2 separate regions of the Cricetulus griseus genome follow, and region 1 is linked to region 2. The links are chromatin contacts, called in public Micro-C maps. All regions are on one chromosome and are shown on one strand. The core of a region is the stretch at or near the end of the contact, and the rest is flanking DNA. Distances in the headings are between cores, read along the strand shown. Region 1 overlaps Ehd4 (EH domain-containing protein 4). Region 2 holds the start of Ehd4 (EH domain-containing protein 4).

What was found. A called contact is a pair of places that touch in the nucleus more often than the background predicts.
Region 1: a contact with region 2 is called in a Micro-C map of the CHO-K1 cell line, with 2.2 times the contacts expected there. The contact joins the enhancer-like site here to the promoter of Ehd4 in region 2. A contact is called at or near these places in 2 of 8 Hi-C or Micro-C datasets (both in the CHO-K1 cell line).

The regions. Positions count from the first base shown.
Region 1 is chr6:58,394,967-58,399,895 of CriGri-PICRH-1.0, reverse strand. The region is part of intron 5 of Ehd4 (EH domain-containing protein 4); the gene reads right to left. Among named protein-coding and RNA genes, the nearest start is that of Sptbn5, 10 kb to the left of the region's middle. Within about 2 kb of position 2,700, at least 1 of the 6 cell types and tissues checked has open chromatin away from gene starts, as enhancers often do. A contact at or near this core is called in the CHO-K1 cell line, where this site is marked.
Region 2 is chr6:58,330,032-58,334,889 of CriGri-PICRH-1.0, reverse strand. Ehd4 (EH domain-containing protein 4) reads right to left here and starts at 1,863. Exons shown (of 6, transcript XM_027422135.2): 1 at 1,539-1,863. The coding sequence starts at 1,774.

The DNA.
Region 1 (4,929 bases), core at 1,451-3,950, 64 kb before region 2:
AGTTGTCAGGCATGTCCCTCTATCACTCTTGGCTGACACTTTTGAGGCAGGGTCTTCCTCTGCACCTTGACTTCTGTCTGTTGGGTAGGAGCAAGCCTCAGTGACCTTCCAGTTTCCAGCCCCTTCAGAGGTGGGGTTACAGGCATGTGTGGAACCATGCCCCACTTTTACATGGCTGCTAGGATCCAAACACTTGTTCTTATGTATGCACAGCAGAAGTCTTACTGCAGAGCCATCTATCATTTCTCTACTCAATGGCACAGTTGTTGGTTTTTGTTTTATTTTTTGTCTGTGTGTGTTGCTGGAAATTAAACTTGGGGCCCATTACACATTAGGCAAATGATCAATCACAAAGCTCTATATTCCCAGCCCTCAGTGCAGTTTTATATGTGGGTATTTATGTATGGGCAATTCTGGATGAGAGGGTGTGGAGATAGACAGGCTATTCATTTATGTAGTTTCCTGGAGATAGACAGAGAGATCCCAGAAAGAAGCCAATCTTGGCTATTCTGGAAAAAGCAGTGAGACAGACTTTAAGGGGGGATATATAGGCATGGATCAATACATTCTTTCATTGTAAAACATGTGGAAAAAAATAGAAATTGAAAATAAAGATTTAAGCCAGGAATACCATGTGCCTCTAAGGCCAGAACCTGGGAAGTGGAGGCAGGAGGGTCAAGAATTCAAGGTGAGCTCATGCATGGTGGGAGTGTGGATGCAGGCACAGTGGTGAACACCTTTTATCCCAGCCCTCTGGAAGTAGAGGCAGGTGTATGTGCCTCTGTGAGTTCTAGGCCAATAGGGCTAGACAGTGAGACTTTGTCTCAAAAGGCAAGAAACAAACAAACAAACAAATGGAATTCAGGGTGATGACTAGATAGCAGAACATCCCAAGTTCAGTTTCCAGCACCCAAGTTGTGTGGCTCACAACCACCTGTAGTTCCAGCCTTCTGGGATCCAATATCCTTTTTTAACATCTGTGGATAACTGCACTCACACCCACATAGATACACATGCATACATATAATCTAAATTAAAAAAAAAAAGAATTCCATGGCTCTAGGCCCTACTGCCTCTACCTTTTGAGTGTTGGGATTACTGATGTATGCTACCACACATGGCTAACCTAACCTAGCAAAGTCATTTTGTAGATAGCAATGGAAGCAGTGTCTAACAGAAAACAATAATTGTGATTTTCAGGGTGTGTGGCAGGGCAGGATTCTCTGTTCTTATTTGGAAGAGGAGCCCCAGCACTCAGACTGCAGAGGGGTCAGAGCCAAAAGATGACTGCCTATCATGTCTTCAGATGTGGCCCAACACACTTGCAGACAGGCAGCATTGTGCCATCTAACCTGCTATGCTGAAACCTGGCAGTCTGCACCTGGTTGAGCACTTAAGTCAGGCAGTCTGGCTTCTAAAATGAGTTCTGGCTTCTGGGTCCCACATCCTCACTGGTTGATTAGAGCTACAAGGGCATCTTCTCCATCCTCTGCACCATACAGTGCTACTAACACTCAGGACTTCTGCTGACAGTGTCGTAGTCAGCTGAGAGGACAAAAGGGGCCAGTTGAGGAGGAAGGTTATAGGCCCTCCTACATAAAAATTCCAATGCTACTGGGTAAGAGGTCTGAATTCCCTTGGGTGCAGGAACACCTACCCCATCCCTGGGAAATGAGTCTGAGCACACTGGGTCCTTGTGTCTGCTCAAACTGTCTACCAGCCTGCAGAGTACAGAGATTCTGATGACAGTTATATGAAGAAACAAAGGGCCAGCGGCTACAATTTTGCAGGAACTACTAGACAGCAGAGGCTATGTCTGCCCAGAAAGCACATAGGAAATAAACTCTGGTCCATGTGGGGGACAAGCTATTTTCCTCCTGAAGAGCAAGTCTAAAACAGCAATCTTTTTTTTTTATTGGATAGCCATGCAGTCGAGATTTAATGAGATCAACAACTGTACCACTGGGCCCAGGATCGTGGGGCTGGAGTCAGTTCTCAGCCCAGTCTCAGGATGGGTTATCCTTGTCCAGTTACTAACAAAGTTCACCAGAGCAGTTTTCAAACGTGTGGTAGGGACAAGCAGATGGGGATGGCTCTGCTGCCCTCTGCTGTTAAAACATGGTAACTCAGCCACACGGGGGTCAAATTCTTCAAGAGTAAGCAGTTAACAGTATAGTGTTTCTAGCATTCTCAAGCTGCAGGGCAGTCTTTGCACAATAGGCCAGCGTCCCTTGGGACAAGACACAGGACAGACACAAAAACACGCACTTGGCTCACTGTGATAGATGTGAGAATCTCCTGACCAGGGAATTCTTGAGAGGGAGAACATAGACCAAAGCCTGCTGTGGTGAACCCTCCTCATGACCCTCAATATGCCCAGTTTGTGACTGTTATTTCCCAGCCATAGCCTCTGCCTCTGACCCACACATAGCTGGTGTTAACTGAATGCCTGTTGCTGAGGATGGCAAATCCTCAACAGCCTCAGGGAAAGGTACATGCTCAGCATTCTAGATCAGCAATTCTCAACCTGTGGGTTGCAATCCCTCTGGGGGCTGCATATCAGATATCCCACACATCAGATGTTTACATTACAATTCATAACAGTAGCAAAACTACAGTTGAGAACCACTGTTCTAGATGAAGGGGAAGCAGAGTGAACATGGCATGGGTACTGGACTCTGGAGTTACAGTCTTATGAAGACACAATGAATCACAGACATGAAGTCACTAATTACACTGAAACCCACAGCATTCATGTTGCAGCAAGGGTGTGTCACCAGGGCAAAGACTAAATTATTCTTCCTCTTATCTTAAATGTCTGCCCATTGATGTATTCCAGGGACTAGGACAATGATTGGGCACAGTAATTAACATTTTCCTGGATGAATGACTAAATGAGCACACATGAACATGACATCTCTCAGGTTGGGGCTCCTTGTTCTGTCCCAAGGCACTTGGGCTCACTGAAGATACTCAATGTGGGTACTGACCATAGGGACTCTCAGTATAGGCTTCCACTTACCCCAACTCCTGTTGAATGGGCTGCACCTGAGACTCTGATTTCCCTGACTCCTTCCCCAGGATTATTCCTTGCCCCAGCTCTGAGAGGCCTGGCTATGCTCTGGCCCAGATGAGTTTTCACAGACAGCTATCATTCTGGAGTCTGCTCTGTTATGGGAGCTCACCTACAGGCCACATGAGAGCCCAGAGGGGCTCAGCAGAGCTTCAGAGTTTCAGAGAGTTACCATGTGGTGTGGGCAATGTAACAACAGCCAAAGATTGCATATATGTGGTGCCATAGCATATGGTGGGTATTTATTCATGGTTTTCACTTAAGCCAACATACTAAGTTCCCTTATGAAAGGTACAAGGAAATAGCTGTCTTGTAGTTGAGCCATGGGATACAGGGCATAACCTAAGTATAAAAGAAAAAGTCTCAGCTGGGCAGTGGTGGCGCACACCTTTAATCTCAGAACTCAGGAGGCAGAGTCAGGTGGATCTCTGTGAGTTCAAGGACAGCCTGGTCTACAGAGAGAAAGAGTTCCAGGATAGCCAAGGCAACACAGAGAAACCCTGTCCTGAAAAACGAAAACCAAACCAAACCAAACCAAACCAAACCAAACCAAAACAAAAAACCCAGTAGTCTCTGGGAGACAACTAACCACAAGTCCTCAAGTTTCCTCCTACTGGTTGCCTTATCCCCCCTGATATGAGGGTTTGTACCTAGTCTTATTGCATCTTGTTATGCTATATTTGGTTGATATCTCTGGGAGGCCCGCTCTTTTCTGAAGGGAAATGGAAGAGCAGCAGATGGGGGTGGTGGGTGTTGGGAGGAGGGGAGGGAAGGGAAGCCGTTGTCAGGATGTGCTATATGACAGAATAAATTAAACAAAGAAACAAAAAACTTGGCTAGATCCTATGACCAGATCATACCAGAAGCACCCACCTTAACCCTAGGCATAAAGAGCTGCCACCAGAACAATGAGTCTAACGCCACTTCCCCTGCTCTGCACCAGCATGTCAGTGTTTCATTTATTAAAGCTGGCCTCACCTCTACTTTGTCCACTCCCTTCCTCCTCCTCTTCTCTCTGAGACCCAACCTTAGCCATACTCTCACTTGAGCCATTCTCTGTGGCTTGTGTGGCTTGGAGTGAATGATATAATGGTTGGTCTCAGGAAAAACCCATGTTTAGTCTATCCAGTTTTTGAAAATTCGAGACCAAATTTGAAAGGTGATTTACATACAACTCTAGACTTCAGCTCCTTATGCCCACGAGGGTTCATATTCCCACAGGACAGTGACAACGACATCCCCACATAGGTGGGTGACTCACAGGACCCCAACAAGCTCCTACTCTGCAACTGCAGAATCATTCTCCTTGTAGATCTTGGAGATATACTCAGGGACCCACTAGATATGACAAGCAGGCAGAGATGACATGGCCACCTCTTCATCTAGCTATATAGCTGGTAGCTGTAGGTCCCTGAGCTCATGTCATCTGCTTAATAGAGAGGACTGAGCCCTGTGTAGATGTGTGCTACACTAGACAAGAAGATCATGACCTTGTTCAGAAGGACACTCCATCACTGTGGGGCAGTGGACACTGGATACTGGACAGGCCATAGCAGCTGAATGCAGACCCATTATGGCTTGCCTGGAACTGCCCAGAGCTAATGGGGGCTAATGGGAGATTCTAAAATCAGGTTGGAGGCCACCACTACCAGCCTTTCAGCAGAACTCTTGCTGAACACAGAAAAGTAGTGCTGTGTCCAGAGCCCCAGCTCAGTGCTTAGCATCGAGCCTGTCCAAGGATACTCCCTCACTGTATGGCTGCAGGAGCTATCCAAAGTGATCTTCAAAGACAAGCCCAGCTCTAATTCCCTTCAGGTTCTGGGATTGTGAAAACCAGGGGTCACCTCAATCTCAAA
Region 2 (4,858 bases), core at 614-3,113:
CATCTGTTTTGTTTTTGTTTCTTAAGTTTTGCTGTTGTTCTTATTGCTGTTTTGTTTTGGAGACAGGATCTTTTGTTGTGTTATCCTAGAATGTTTTATGTAGCCCAGGCTGGCCTGGAAGGCACATGAAGACTCAGCTTCCCAAATGCTGGGATTACAGGCAAGCACTATCACAGACTGATATTTGCCATCTTTCAAGGAGCCAGCTACTGATATATATATATATATATATATATATATATATTATCTGAGGTAACATATTCAACACTATTTTCAGCTTATTAAAAAGCATCAAATGAAACAATTTCAACATTATTTTCCCCACTCTTCTTTCATATTTCAAAATACAGTGTATTTCATTTGCTGAAGTCATTCACGGTGTATCTATAGGCCCAGGTTTAACATATTCTTATAGCAACAACTACTCTATTTATTGGAACTGAAGAAAAAGAGGTCATACTTAACAGAAATGGCATTACCCCAAAGACAGATGTAGTTTTCTGAACACCTGTTGAACATCAAATGATGAAAAGAATGTTCCAATTCTCAAAACTCCAGATCCAAATCTAAATGTTTAGTCAGTTTGCTTTGACTGACAGGGGCTTTAACAAAAAAACAAAAAACCACCCCCCCCAAACCAAACAACAACAACAACCAAAACCAAAAACACAAACAAAACAAATTAAAAAACCAAATCTTCCCAAAGAAAGGAAGTTGTTTTGTTTTGCTCTGTTGAGAATCCCTGTGTAGCCCTGGCTGTCCTGGAACTCATTCTGTAGACCAGGCAGGCCTTGAATTCGGAAATCCTCTTGCCTCTGTCTCCTGAGTGCTGGGATTAAAGACATTCACCACCATCGCCCATTGAAAAGGAGTTTTAATAAGCTGGTTGCTTTAGAAATAAGATGCCTTATTTAAAAAGCAGTCTGTTCCATTGTAAATTATTTCTCATCGAGTCACTTCAGAGGAAGCTGTGTGATTGGAACCGCAGGGCAAGCACGGTTACTGCTTCAGGAGTCAGAGCGAGCGTGACAAATATTTCAGTTTGTCAAGGGTGAAGAAATGGAAACTAACAAATAGTAACCTGACACTCCCCTTCGTTCCACAGGCTGGAGAGGCGACTACACTGTAGGCTAACTTCCTATAGACCATAAAGCTGAATGAAAGCAGCCGCTGTGGCGAAGAGTGGCAGGTAAAGGCATGGCATACCTCCACCGTGGCATTTATTCATTCATTGTCACTGTGCTGGAAGCTTACCTCTCCAACTAGGACCCGCACACCTTCATTCTCACTTCCAACCCTAGGCTGCACTGATGAGGCTCTCTAGAGCCTCGCCCTCCCTCCCTGTCCTGTGTTCCCAGGCCAGGGTGACAGGATCAAGGAAACAGCAAGCAAGGGGCTCGCAGCCCCGGGCTCAGGGGAGCCTCGCGCGACGAGAGCCCGTCGGGGTCGCGAGAGGCGACGGGGCCACTGAGCTCTGAGTGTAACTGAGGGCAGACGGTGCCCAGGCGGAGGGGCAGCGAGCCTGCGCGGCGAGTTACCTGATGAAGGTGGTCTTGCCCGTGCTGTACTGGCCCACCAGCAGGATCATGGGCTTGTTTTCGAAGTCGGCGTCCTCCAGCGCAGGCGAGTGGAACTCGTGGAAGCGGTACGCCTCCTCCAGCGGCAGCACCTTGCGCTGGTAGAGCGAGCGCAGGCCGCCCGTCACCGTCTGCACCGCGTCCATGCCGCCCGAGCGTTCGCGCCCGCCCGCCTGCCGTCCCATCCAGCTGAACATGCTGCCGCCCGCCAACTAGCAGCCCGCTGCGCTCCAGTCAGACCCTGCGTCGCTCTATCTCAGCGCCCGCGTAGCTCTGGCCGCCGCCGCCGCCGCCGCCGCCGCCCGTCCCCGGGCCCGCCCCCTGCCGCGACGACCAATCACCAGCCGCTGCGTCACGGACCGGCGCTCATTATTCAGAAGCGCTCTCGGGTCCTTCCTCATTGGGCGTCTGCCAGCGAGGAGTGGAGGCTCTAGCCAATGGAAAGGCGTGTCTTAATGAATTATCGATGACGGCATCGGTCTGGACGGCTGGGCGAGGAGAGGGAGTAACCCAGGCAGGGTGGCGCGGGCGCGTCTCCTCGGGTACATCCTTCTGGCCAGGTGGCGTCGGCTTCCGGGCAAGTCTTAGCTGGCAGGAACGAACCCCCGGAGGCCGGCCTTCTGGAACTCGACTCATCCAAAGCTTCTGGACATAGACACTGGGGACGGAAAATTCAGAAAGTTGACAGACAGGTTCCTTTTCCTCTGGCAGATTACCATCCTTTTTACTGTCGAAGGGACTCGGGCTCATCGATACAACTGGCAAATTTTTGAAGGAGAGGAAATACACTCCCAACTATCTGCGTGGATATTTCTCTCGCCTCCACTGAATTATGGATCAATTGAAGGCCCTCTCTCTCTTTGGCTTTATTTAATTTTTCTACCGCATGGAATTCTCATTATTACAATCTAATTTCAACACTAACATGCACCAGAGCTGTTGTCATCGCCGCGCCGCCCCCTTTCCAGTATAAAACCTGGTAGACACTGGTAGAAATAATTGACCATTGCTAGGCGAGAAATAACTTTAGCGCGTTGTCAGCGTGGCCCGTGAGGTCAGAAGCCGAGGAATAACCGGAGAGTCTTGTTAAAATACAGATCCCTAGTTCTCGCTACAGACCTACTAAATTAAAATGTTGAGATGGAGATCAACAAGTGCCTGCAAATGATTCTTGTGTGCATTACGTTTGGAGAAAGATCGTGTATAAACTTCTTGAACTTGGAAGAAATGAAGAGCTGACTCGTGAGGTGGTTGTAAAACTGTATTTTGAACGGTCGCCCAGGTGTTGCCAGTGCAGTGCAAGAGTGTTTATGACAGCTTTGTTCATCAGTAAAACTTGGAAGCAACCAGAATGGCATTCAGTAGACGAATGGATAAACTATGGTATAGCTGCTGTTTTATGAGGTGAATTTATTAGTGAAGTTTCTGGATATAAGGGCCAGCTATGTCTACATGCTAGAAACAACAATTGGTCATTGAAGTGAAAATCTGCATCCCTTGGAATAGTACCAAAACTAACAAATGTTTAGAACTAAATCTAATCGAATGCACCAGACCTATACGCTGAAAATCACAATATATTTCTAAGAGAAATGGAGGCCTAAATATATATTGCCTGTATCATGTCCATGGACCAGAAGACTCAACATTAAGATACCAGTCTCCCCCAGTTCATTTGATGCAATCCTAATAAAAATCTTAGCAGGTTTTTGTTTTAGTCAAAATTAACAAAATCTAAATTTCATGAGGTGGATGTGAAGGGCCCAGAATAAACAAAAAAAAATGTTTAATATAACAAAGTGGAGCTAATTTCAAGACTAATAAAGCTACAAAAATCAAGACAGGGTGGTATTAATACAAAATTATTTAATAAGCATACACTAATGATATTTCAGGAACAGGCTTGTGTAAGGTTTTCTTGACTTATGACATCACATTTTAGTTTATGTAAGTATACTCCATGATGCTCACACAGTGGCTAACATTGCATTTTAAGGACATGTCATCATTTAGTGATGAATCACCATATCGATGGAACAGAGTCCAGAAAGACCTACACATACATGGCCAACTGTTTTTTGACAAAGCACAAAGACAATTAAGTGGATAATTCAAAATCCGTTTGTTTTTCTTTTTGGAACAGAGTCTCATGCACCCAAGCTGGCCTTAGATTCCCTAGATACATGGAAGTACCTCGAACTCATCTTGATTCTTTTGCCTCTGCCTCCCAAGTGCTTGGGTTACAAGAAAGTCTTTTACTTAAACAGTTTAGAATGACCAGGTGTTGGTGGCGCACGCCTTTAATCCCAGCACTCGGGAGGCAGAGGCAGGCGAATCTCTGTGAGTTCGAGGCCAACTTGGTCTCCAGAGTGAGTGCCAGGATAGGCTCCAAAGCTACACAGAGAAACCCTGTCTTGAAAAACCAAAAATCAATCAAACAAACAAACAAACAAACAAAACAGTTTAGAATGTAGGAGCTTAGCATGCATGAAGCAGTGGGTTCCATCCCCACCACCACCACCAAATATGACCCACATACAGTTCTAGATCAATAGGATACCTGTATATAGAAACATGAATTTTGAGCCAGGCCTCATACCCTATGTTCAAATTAACTCAAAAAATGAACTCTAGAGCTAAATGTAAAATTTACGAATCATACAAGTTCACAAAGACAACTTAGGGGAAATTCATGTGGTTGTAAGATAGGGAAAATTTTCCTAGATAATACCAGAGGGCCATACATATGAAGAAAATTAGTTGATAAACTGGATTTCATCAAACTTAATGTCTGACCCATGAAGGAACTATGGGAAAGATGAAGTGCAGATTTGGAGAATATATTTACAGACAACATCTCACAAAGGCTTATATCCAGAATGTATAGACCTTTAAAATTTTAATGACAAGGGGTTGGAGAGATGACTCGGTGACTAAGAGAACTAGCTTTTCTTCCAGAGGACACAGATTCAATTATCAACACCCACATATCCACTCAAGGGCCCAATGGCCTTGACTCAGGCATCCAATGCCCTCTTCTGGCCTCTGTAGGCACTGAATGCACCTGGTACACAAACATTCAGGAAGGCAAAACACATAAAAAATAAAGGAAGAAGTTTTAATATAAAACAAATTTTAATAATGAAAAGTTTCAACAGACACTTCACAAAAGTGTGACAAATTTAACATCATTAGTCATTGGGGGAAAGAAATGAAAACCACAAAAGACATCACAATATACCCAATAAAGTGTGTGGAATTATCAAGACCATACAAATTGT